Regions from separate parts of the Mus musculus genome. Here region 2 is linked to region 1. The links are chromatin contacts, called in public HiChIP or PLAC-seq maps. All regions are on one chromosome and are shown on one strand. Each heading gives the region's core, a stretch centred on a gene start, on an enhancer-like site or on the middle of the called end of the contact. The rest is flanking DNA. Distances are from core to core; before and after follow the strand shown. Region 1 has its middle 16 kb from the start of Gm35229. Region 2 overlaps Thada (thyroid adenoma associated).

Region 1 (5,303 bases), core at 2,208-4,707:
GCACCCAGATGGAGGTTGCCAGAGCTGAGTGGTATGTGCCCAACATCTCCTCCATGTATGGCAGGAGTATAAGGATGTATGCATGTGCTTTCACCCCACAGGGAGCTTTTGTTATCATTGCTCCGTGACAAATATTCAGTGTGAGGGGCACAGGTTGGAAAAACCTAGGGCAGTGAAGGTTTCAGATAGGTGACTCAACTCTGGAGAGGAGATGTCCCAAGAGATGAGGGTTCCAACCATCAACCAGCAGAAGGACCAGAGATGTACTGATGCGGACGGTGAGCACGGAGGATGAATCGGATCACGTGTGGTTTGCAGCCCAGTTTGGGAGGTGAGGTACAGGGATGTCTGCTTGTATCCTGTGCACTCAGGGAGAGTCTGGCAAGGAACTTATGGTCTAGTGCAGCTACAATGGGTGACTGCTGAGGCGTCTGTGGAAGGTGGCGGTGACCCAGAACAGCCTCAGATGTTTGGAAAAGGGGGTTGTGCTCACTGGGCTTCTTCCTTGCAGGTGCCAATCATTCTTTCTACCCAGCATGCATTTCTCCCCTCTCATCTCTAACAAAATCCTCTGCAAAATATGATCTTTCCAGCTCTAGCTGCGATACAACCTATTTCCAACAAATCTCAAGTACAAAGAGTTTTATGGCCAGGCTTTTTAAAGGTCATGTTTTCTTGATTAAAAAGTATAGATTCAGCTAATGTAAACTTGCCCCTTTCCTCCATTCTCTTGGCCTGGAAATTAAATGTGAAGGCTGGAAGTGACGAAGCCATTTGTGACCATGTGAACAAAGTCAGGGATGGCGGGGGTGGGGAGTAGCAGGAGTCTTAATTGTCCATCACTCTTAAGAGCTCATACACGTAACCAGATCACCTACAGCCAGGCATCAATGAAGCTAGGGACAACAGCCCTTACTTGTTTGGTGATTAAGTAACTCATAAGCATGGCAGCCCGGGATGCCTAGTTCTTCTTGGCTTGGTATAACCATAAAGGCAAGACAAGACAGGCAGACAAGAGTAACCAAAACAAACAACCATCAAGCACCAGGGATGTAAAGAAGTCCAGGCCATGTCCACTTCTGGGCCGTTCTCAACGCCAGAAGGCACCCTGCAACTCTCCATGATCAACTTTGTCCTCTTTTGGACTCTCTTATGAAACAAAGAATGACCTTGGTAATGCCAGAGAGGAGCGTATCTGTGGTCCTTGGCGTTTCAAGCCCCCTTCTGACTCCCACTGAGCCACTGGTCAGACATACCTCTTCCTATCCAGTCACTGAGAAAGGCCAGGAGATCACCATGAGGAATGAGTGGAGAGCCAGCCAGGACTAGGGAGGACAGGCAGGGAGGGAGACCTCCTGTCTAAAGAAATCTCATGGGCCCACAGCATGAAGTAGGAAAGAAGGCCAGTTGGACAGAAGGCAGGAATGGGATAGAGGCTGAGGTGCACCCCAGAGTTTCTCAGAGAGGCAGCCCCAAGGCAGAAGGCCGTGGGGGGCTTGATCTTAACGGAATGAAGTTCCCAGTCCCGCTGGTCCCCGGGTCTGTACTCCTGAGATGAGTGACTTTGGCAGCATGAGGCCAGTGAGGGACAGACAAGTGACCAGATCTGTGAGGTGGACTGGAGACAGGGCTTGTCCAAGGTAAGGAAGCGGCAGGGATCACTCTGTTCTCCACACCCACAACAATAAAGTGCTCATATGCATTTCCTGTTGGCAAAACTCTTTGGACAGACGTGATCATACCCAGTCAGTGGAGTAAACCCATAAATGGTGTCAGGCCCACAGAACACAGACAAAGGCATTTACTCCAGAGAGCTGGGGCCTGCCGAGCCCACTCAGGACCGTTGGATGCCAATTCACCCCGAATGCAGCGACCCTCGGGAGGTTTCTCCATTTATCTGTGTCTTCCTCAGAGGTCTGCTGGCTTCTCAGCTCTCCAGCCTCACTCCCCTTGTCTGGACAATGAGGGACTCAGCATAGAGCCCTCTGGGTTTACTGCAGTAACTCAGGGGGCCCGGGAAGCCCAACCTCTGTCACTGTGCATCAGAGTGCTAATAAGGTCACCTCAGCCAAGGCTTCTGACAGCTTACTGAGGACAAACTGTTCCCATCTCCAGACTACACCTGAAGGAAGGAACGACCCATGCGCAGCTGCCACCCAGTACCTGGCCACCGCTTCCTCGCTGAGTAGAAGTCCAGGCTGGGACCCAGGCCAGGCGCCTCCCCCACTCCCTGGAGGCAGGCGGCTGCTAATGGCTCTCCCCACAAGCTGGTTCATTAAAGATTTGTTCTGTGGAGTTGCAATCAAAATAAACAGACGGCCTGAAAGCCAGGGAACTAAAAACCAATTAAGAAGGAATAGAGATGGAGGGAGGCTGGGGGTAGGAGGAAAAAGAGGCCTGGGCCTTCCAAAGACTCGGTTCCCATAGCAGCCAGCTTCCAAAATAGTCTGGGAATGAAAAATAATGAAAACCACCGGGGAAAGCAAAGCTGTCCTGGCAAGAGAGTCCTAACCTTGGGATTGGCTAAATCCCGCTGCCCACAGCTCCCAGAGGGCACCTGGTGACCCGGTGACCTGCCCTTCCCCCACACAATCGTCTTCTTTTCCAAAGTTGTGAGTGGTGCTGCCCCTCTAACAGACCCTCTGCGTAGGCTCCGAGGCAAAGAAGCCACATCCAACCTCCACCTCATGGGTGGCCCAAGAAAGTGGAGAAATGTGAGGGACTAGGCATGTGGTTGTCTGAAAGGTGACAGTCAGTACATCAGGAAGCCCATAACACAAAAGGGCCCCAGTCTAGGTGCAGAAGTCTTCCCGAAGTGCCATTCAGACTGAGATCTCAGGTCTGAGTAGGGCTGGTCCAGAGACAATCCGAAGTCCCCTCAGGAGGCACCTGGATAGCAAGGCTGCAGGAGCAGGAGAGTGGGAAAGCTGAGAAGTGGGAGAAAGAAAACAAGCCTGGTGCGTGCTTCTTATCCCAACAAGGCTCAGACAGGAGGATCACGTTCCAGGCCAGCCTGGGCTACACAGTAAGATCTGGATAGATAGAAAGATAGATAGATAGATAGATAGATAGATAGATAGATAGATAGATAGATAGATAGATAGATAGGCAGGCAGGCAAAATGAAAAAATCAAAACCACTAAACCAGCAGCTCAATGTGGCTGACAAAGATTGTTGTGGGCAGCTCTGTGTCGAGCTTCGTGCTCTCGGCACTGAAAGTTCGGAGCTCTGAAGGTTCAGAGTCAAGGAGCAAGGAGTCCTGCATTGACCTACACAGCAGCTCTATCTCTTTTGTCCAGAGCCAGACTTTCTGGGGGAGCCCAGATCCACACCCCCTTTCTCACCCTTAGTGCTGGGAAACTCTAATGTGACTTTCCAGCAGTTTCTCTGGCGGGCCACCGCCGGCCAGGAACATGGCCAGTTAACCATCTCCAGATCCGTGTCTGCTCTCGGTTTTGTGTCATTGCCGCGGCAACGGGAAAGCAGAGCTCCTGGCCGGTCCACTCTCAGATGCCAAGAGAGAATTACTGCCAAAATGAAGTTAACCCTTTGCACCCTCCCCACCAGCCTTCCAGGCCACAGAGATGAACACTGTGGAGCGTGGTCCTCAGGCCCACAATCCCAGCATGAGGAAGCTGAGGCAGAGGGATCCCTGCTAGTCTGAGGCCAGCCTGAGCTGCAGAGAGAGGAGCCAGTGAGAGCTAAGAGAGAAACCATGCCCGGAAACAAAACTAAAACACAAAAAGAAATGAGAGCACCAAGTCTAACACTCACCAAAAGTTCAACCGCCCCAGGCAGGGCCTGCTCCAGAGAGACCCCGCCACCACCTGAGTGACAGAGTAGAGAGCAGCAGAGAACAGCAGAGGTGGCGTGAGGGTTGACATGCTCAGCTGCTGGAAGCTGCTCTCAAAGCAACTGCCTGTTTTCCCAAGAAACCCAGCCCATGACCGGCAGGAGCCTACGGGCACTTAGATGGACCCATGAAGGCAAAAGCATGGCCACTGTTCCCCCAACTCACTGAGGTACCAACCGGAACAAGGGGGCATGGGGCAAAGCATGCTGGCCTGGGAATCCAGAAACAAGCTGCCCCCAGGTGCCTGTCCTGTCCCCAGGTGGCTAGAACTATGGTCCGGTTGGTTTGGGGTCGGTTGGTTGTTTTAACTTTTTTAAATGAATTAATTTCGAGGGAGGAAGAGAGAGATACCACAGTGCAGCTGTGGAAGTCAGGGGACAAGCTGTAGGCTCAGGCCTTCCATCGTGTGGCTCTGGGGACTGAATTCAGATCATCAGGCTTGGTGGCAGGCACCCTTACAGAGACGCCACGGCTTCCAGATGGTGAGGCTAGGACAGACACGCCCATGAAATCTGACCTCGACGGCTCCTCCTTGTGACCTCATGTTAATGACTCTTCAATCAGACAGCAGACGCCTTAGGTAGGGTCTATCCACGGACACTCAGGGACAAGGGTACCTGCTACTGCTTTTGCCTCCTAGGCATCAGCTTCTTCACCTGTGAGACTGACTGGGGTCATCCTGGGCTAACTGCACATCCTGGGCTAACTGCACATCCTGGGCTAACTGCATAAAGCAATAGAACTGAAAGGGCTGCAGGTGCATTCACAGCTATCTGGCTGAAGAAGATGCTAGAAGCCACCCCTCTTCCTGTCCCTTTGTCCTCTGCTCATCTCTCAACACCCCCTGCCTGCACCGCCTCTTCCTGGGTGGCCACCCAGATGAGGAGCGCTCCTGAGGCTCGTGGCAGCTGTGGTGGCGACTGCTGGCCTTGTGGAAGAGATGTTTTGTTTTGATTATAAATTTGGGGTTGTTTTGTTTTGTTTTGTTTTGAGGCAAGTCTCACTCTGTATTTTAGACTCCTCTGAGACTCACTATGTAGCACAAGCTAGTCTCAAACTTGTAGCAATTCTCCTGCCTCAGCCTTCCAAGTGCTCTACTTACAGGCTTGAGCCTCCATGCCCAGCTCAGAAATTAAGATTGTCGTTCCTCATGTGTCCCTCCCTGCCCCCCCCCACTTCCCCACCCCTTTACAGCTGAAGGAAATGGGTCACAAGCAGGGGACTTTCCAGGAGTCACTTGGTTTGCAAGAACCTGATTCTCCAGGATGGTCTTAGTCTAAGACCCTGTCCCTGTCTCCAGACACAAGCAGGATGATTTCCTGTCCTTAGGACCCATCTAGGGCCAGTGTGAACCTTCTGGGTCCTGAGTGCACCTAAAATGCTAGGGTCATCCTGGGATATGATGAGTGTAGAGAGACGTGTCAAACCATGGCTAGCTTTTTCAGTTGCC
Region 2 (4,797 bases), core at 785-3,284, 330 kb before region 1:
TGAGGAATGCCACAGGCTGAGTTGGAAACCGTAGAACTCCATGTAGGTAATGAAAATATCACCTGTCCTGGGCCTGCCTTGTCTCTGAGGGCCTCTTGCTGTGGAAAATGTTTGTCTACACAGGTCAACTGAATGCTCAGATGAACCCATTTAGGGTCATGGTAGTTGCCTATCAGAGCAAAACCTTTCTGACTTTCTTCCCTGCTTTGCCATGAAGATGTTACTGTGGGAGTATTCCAGAGTCAACTGCTGAAGAGGCCCCTTTATATTCCTGGGCATTTACATATGAAAGATAAATGTGCCTTGGACTTACTGAGGCCTCTCTGTAGCTTTCTAATGTAACCTATGAGAAATTACTGTTGCCAAGAAAAGAAACTTAGTTGCTGGGCAGTGGTGCAGCCTTTAATCCCAGCACTTGGGAGGCAGAGGCAGGCAGATTTCTGAGTTTGAGGCCAGCCTGGTCTACAGAGTGAGTTCCAGGACAGCCAGGGCTACACAGAGAAACCCTGTCTCAAAAAAAAAAAAAAAAAAAAAAAAAAGGAAGGAAGAAACAACAAACAGTTTGTTTCGGTTCTGGCAGTAACACATTTTTCCTCCTGTAGTTTATTCAATCCTTGAGTTCATTCAGTCCAGTGAGCTCGAGGGTTTAGGGCACGAGCCATTTATCTGTCCTTTTGTTCCAAAAGGTTTCTTTTAAAAAAAAAAAAAAATTATGGGAGCTACAGATAATCAAGTGAATTTTAAAATTTGAACTCTGAAGTTAAAAGCATACAGACTTTTGTCATACATTTGTGTTTATACTTTACAAGATTAATCAGGGTTTATTTATATGAGCTGGTTGAGCAACGTTGTTGGGGACTTTTCCATGATAAATGGCTGGGTGGGAATGTGGTTTGAATAAAGAACATGGCATTTGCTCTTGCAGGCTGCTTTTCATTCCAGGATGTCAGGAGTCTTATGGAAATCAGCTCATTAATCCTTCCTGTCCTCCCTTCTCCCTTTCTCAGCCTTCCCTTCTCAGTCCAGTTCTTTCCTCTGGTATGAGGGCAGCGGTTACCAGATCCCGGTGTGAGGGCAGCGGTTACCAGATCCCCGTGTGAGGGCAGCGGTTACCAGATCCCGGTGTGAGGGCAGCAGTTACCAGATCCCCGTGTGAGGGCAGCGGTTACCAGATCCCCGTGTGAGGGCAGCGGTTACCAGATCCCGGTGTGAGGGCAGCGGTTACCAGATCCCCGTGTGAGGGCAGCGGTTACCAGATCCCCGTGTGAGGGCAGCGGTTACCAGATCCCCGTGTGAGGGCAGCGGTTACCAGATCCCCGTGTGAGGGCAGCGGTTACCAGATCCCGGTGTGAGGGCAGCGGTTACCAGATCCCGGTGTGAGGGCAGCGGTTACCAGATCCCGGTGTGAGGGCAGCGGTTACCAGATCCCCGTGTGAGGGCAGCGGTTACCAGATCCCCGTGTGAGGGCAGCGGTTACCAGATCCCCGTGTGAGGGCAGCGGTTACCAGATCCCCGTGTGAGGGCAGCGGTTACCAGATCCCCGTGTGAGGGCAGCGGTTACCAGATCCCGGTGTGAGGGCAGCGGTTACCAGATCCCGGTGTGAGGGCAGCATTTACCAGATCCCGGTGTGAGGGCAGCGGTTACCAGATCCCGGTGTGAGGGCAGCATTTACCAGATCCCGGTGTGAGGGCAGCATTTACCAGATCCCCGTGTGAGGGCAGCATTTACCAGATCCCGGTGTGAGGGCAGCGGTTACCAGATCCCCGTGTGAGGGCAGCGGTTACCAGATCCCGGTGTGAGGGCAGCGGTTACCAGATCCCGGTGTGAGGGCAGCGGTTACCAGATCCCCGTGTGAGGGCAGCGGTTACCAGATCCCCGTGTGAGGGCAGCGGTTACCAGATCCCGGTGTGAGGGCAGCAGTTACCAGATCCCGGTGGGGTGGAAATCTTGCCCAGGTCAGGAAGCAAGTGAGATTCAGAATGAGCCCCGTCCTGGGAAGGGATGTCACAACATTGTCTAGGGATGTCACAACATTGTCTAGGGATGTCACAACATTGTCTAGGGATGTCACAACATTGTCTAGGGATGCCACAACAGGGTGCAGTCCAGGCCCCTTGGATGGTCCTCCTGCTGCGCTTGCTGTCTTCAGGCTGCAGCTCTGCTGTCCTAGCAGTCACAGGCTCCACCCTAACAGAAAGAACTTTGAAAAGCTCTCTCAAGCAGGACTCAGAGGAAACGGCTTGTTTACCTTGGCTGTGACTTGGGATTACAATTATATTGGGCTTCAGTTTTTTCAGAAGTGGTTTGTTATCTTGTGTTTCCCTCAGCCATAAAAGAGTAAATATGTATTGGATGTTCCTTTTAGAAAACTTGATGACATAAACCATGTGTGTGGGTACACGTGTGTTAATCCTACTACTTAGGGGTACGGAGACAAAGGGGCTGTTGCAAATTTCAGACCAGTCTGAGCTACTCAGTGAAACAGTTTCAAAAAAACAAACCAAACTGAAGAAGATAAGCAGGTGAGCTTTGTGTGCTGCTGGGCTCTGGGGTGGGGAATGGGATGGCCGAAGGGAAACATTCTCTACAGAACTTCATCCCTGGTTTTCCTTGGCTATCATTCATAGCAAGGAAAAATAATTTGAAAAACAATATAAAAGTGAAATCTACTCTTAGCACAGTTCTCTGTGGTTACATCATCTTTTTCCTTTTTTTAAAAAACATAGCTAAGGTTCTATTAAGTATAAAAGTTATAGCTTCCTTTTTTTCACTTGGCAATATGAAAATATTTGCTATTATTATTACTTAAAACTTTATGGCTGCTATGGAAAATGGTATCACACTTCCTTAAAAACTGGAAATAGAATCAGTATCTAATCCTGCAGTTCTCCGTCTAAGTTCAGAGAAAGAGAAAGCAGGCTTCGATGGTTGTACTGCTATGCTCAGAGCAACGTTCTTCCTGGTCACCAAACCACAGAACAGCAGTGTTCATTGCTGACAATGTAAGCAAAATATGCTATATACATATGGTAACATTAGTCCATCTTTAAAAGAGAAGTTCCCATCCTCAACTAGGGATTGAACCCAGGCCTTTCCACATGCTAGGCCAGTGCGCTGCCACAGCTATATCCCCAAGCAGCAAGAGAGATCTGACCTGTGCCACCACATGGAGGTACCCCGAGAGATGGCTGGCTGAGCAGATAGTTCATAGACACAGAAAGTAGAGCTGTCATTGGCAGCGTGTGATGGGACAGCCAAGAGATAGAAGTGCTGGGGTTAACATAGTAACTTCATACTTAAAACATTTAAAAATAGCAAGTACAAACAAAAACTAAAATCTCTATTATTTCTTCAGAGTTTTTTTTTTTTTCAATTTGGGGAATTGGGGGGTTGATTTTTCCTATCACTATCCATCTCTACAAAAAAAATAATTTTGCCTAATTTTGCCTTTTTGATTAACTAGGAAAAGAATCTTTTGTTGAAAAGTGGGCTTAAGCATCTCTCTGTGTGTCTCTATGCCTGTGTGTGTGTGTGTGTGTGTGTGTGTGTGTGTGTATGTATGAGGGGGCGGAGAGAGAGAGATTGGGCTTATTGGTTTGTTTTGCTGGGTTTTTTGAGATTGGTCTCATTATATAGTTCTTACTCTCCTGAAACTCACCAAGATCCACCTGCCTCTGCCTCCCAAGTGCGCTGGGATTAAAAGCATATGCCACTATAATTGGCTTCATTGCTCTACTTTGCCTTCATTGCTGCGTGTGGTGTGGAGTCAGTCTGTAACTCTGGCCTTAGGTTTCATTTCTAAAAGCAGACTAAGTCTCTTGAGAGGCAGCGCAGTGCTACAGCTGCTGTACGTTGTGAGACCCTCGTCCCACAAACAGTGCATGGAGACCTTGCCAAAAGTTTAAGGGTTTTTAAAAGTTATTTTTGGAATGCCTACTTTGTACCAAGCTCTGGATGAAGCAATCAATATATATGATTCCATGAGTTTATCTCAAAATGCTCTTGGTATTAGAAAATTAACTTTTCTGTGTTGACACACCCTATGTATAACACTAGTTTAGTTTGGCATAAGTTCAAGAGATAAGGCAAACAAGTATGGTTATGTTTTCAACTTTTACTTTCAATGTTTTAACACAGTAACTGACACGCTTTAACCTTTTGTTTCTGGTTCATAAGGACTTTTCCCTGGGCTTTCCCAGGGTACCACTAGGGCCTGGGTGTACTGTGTGCTCTGCCAGGGGTGCCAGGTAACAAACAAAAACTTGTTCAGATCCTGGTAGCAAGCCATGTGCTTTATGTCTCTTTGTGTGTGCTTGTTTGCACATTCTGTCTTGCTAGCCTCCTCCTGGGAGAGTGGGGATGGTGATAGCTTTAATTTTACTTTGAGACAGACAGAGCCTTGCTCCTTAGCCTAGGCCAGCCACGGCCCTCCTACTGCTGGGATGACACTGGGACACTACCACTCTGGCTCTGGTCATTGCTTTTAATAGAGCGTGCTTTACACACATCACTGCTGTACTCACCCAGCCACTTCTCCCATTAGGATCCCACAGGAGACTGTGACTCCTGGTCTTGGCACTAACAAATGCCAGGTTGGCTGGTAGCAAGTTTTCATTCCAAACAATAGTTCCTGATGCTCAGGGTAGAATGCTGGAATCACCGGGGAAGATTTAAAACCTCCCAGTGTCAACTCCCACCCTGAGAGACTCTGCTGTAGAAATAAATGCCTTTGCCTTCCCAAGTCCACTGAAGCCAGGGACCCTCATGTGGTCCTTGTTCCAGAGGGTCGTGTTACA

Evidence for each region. HiChIP or PLAC-seq counts read pairs in DNA pulled down with a chosen protein or histone mark.
Region 2: an H3K27ac HiChIP or PLAC-seq map of heart atrium shows a contact between it and region 1, with 5 read pairs. The contact joins two enhancer-like sites. A contact is called at or near these places in 2 of 115 datasets of contacts at active chromatin or transcription factors (embryonic stem cells and heart atrium).

What each region holds. Positions count from the first base shown.
Region 1 is chr17:83,935,930-83,941,232 of GRCm38.p6, reverse strand. No RefSeq gene overlaps it. Among named protein-coding and RNA genes, the nearest start is that of Gm35229, 16 kb to the left of the region's middle. Within about 2 kb of position 3,457, at least 91 of the 459 cell types and tissues checked have an H3K27ac peak or open chromatin away from gene starts, as enhancers often do. A contact at or near this core is called in heart atrium, where this site is marked.
Region 2 is chr17:84,266,023-84,270,819 of GRCm38.p6, reverse strand. All of the region lies in intron 30 of Thada (thyroid adenoma associated), which reads left to right. Among named protein-coding and RNA genes, the nearest start is that of Gm24492, 19 kb to the left of the region's middle. Within about 2 kb of position 2,034, at least 80 of the 459 cell types and tissues checked have an H3K27ac peak or open chromatin away from gene starts, as enhancers often do. A contact at or near this core is called in heart atrium, where this site is marked.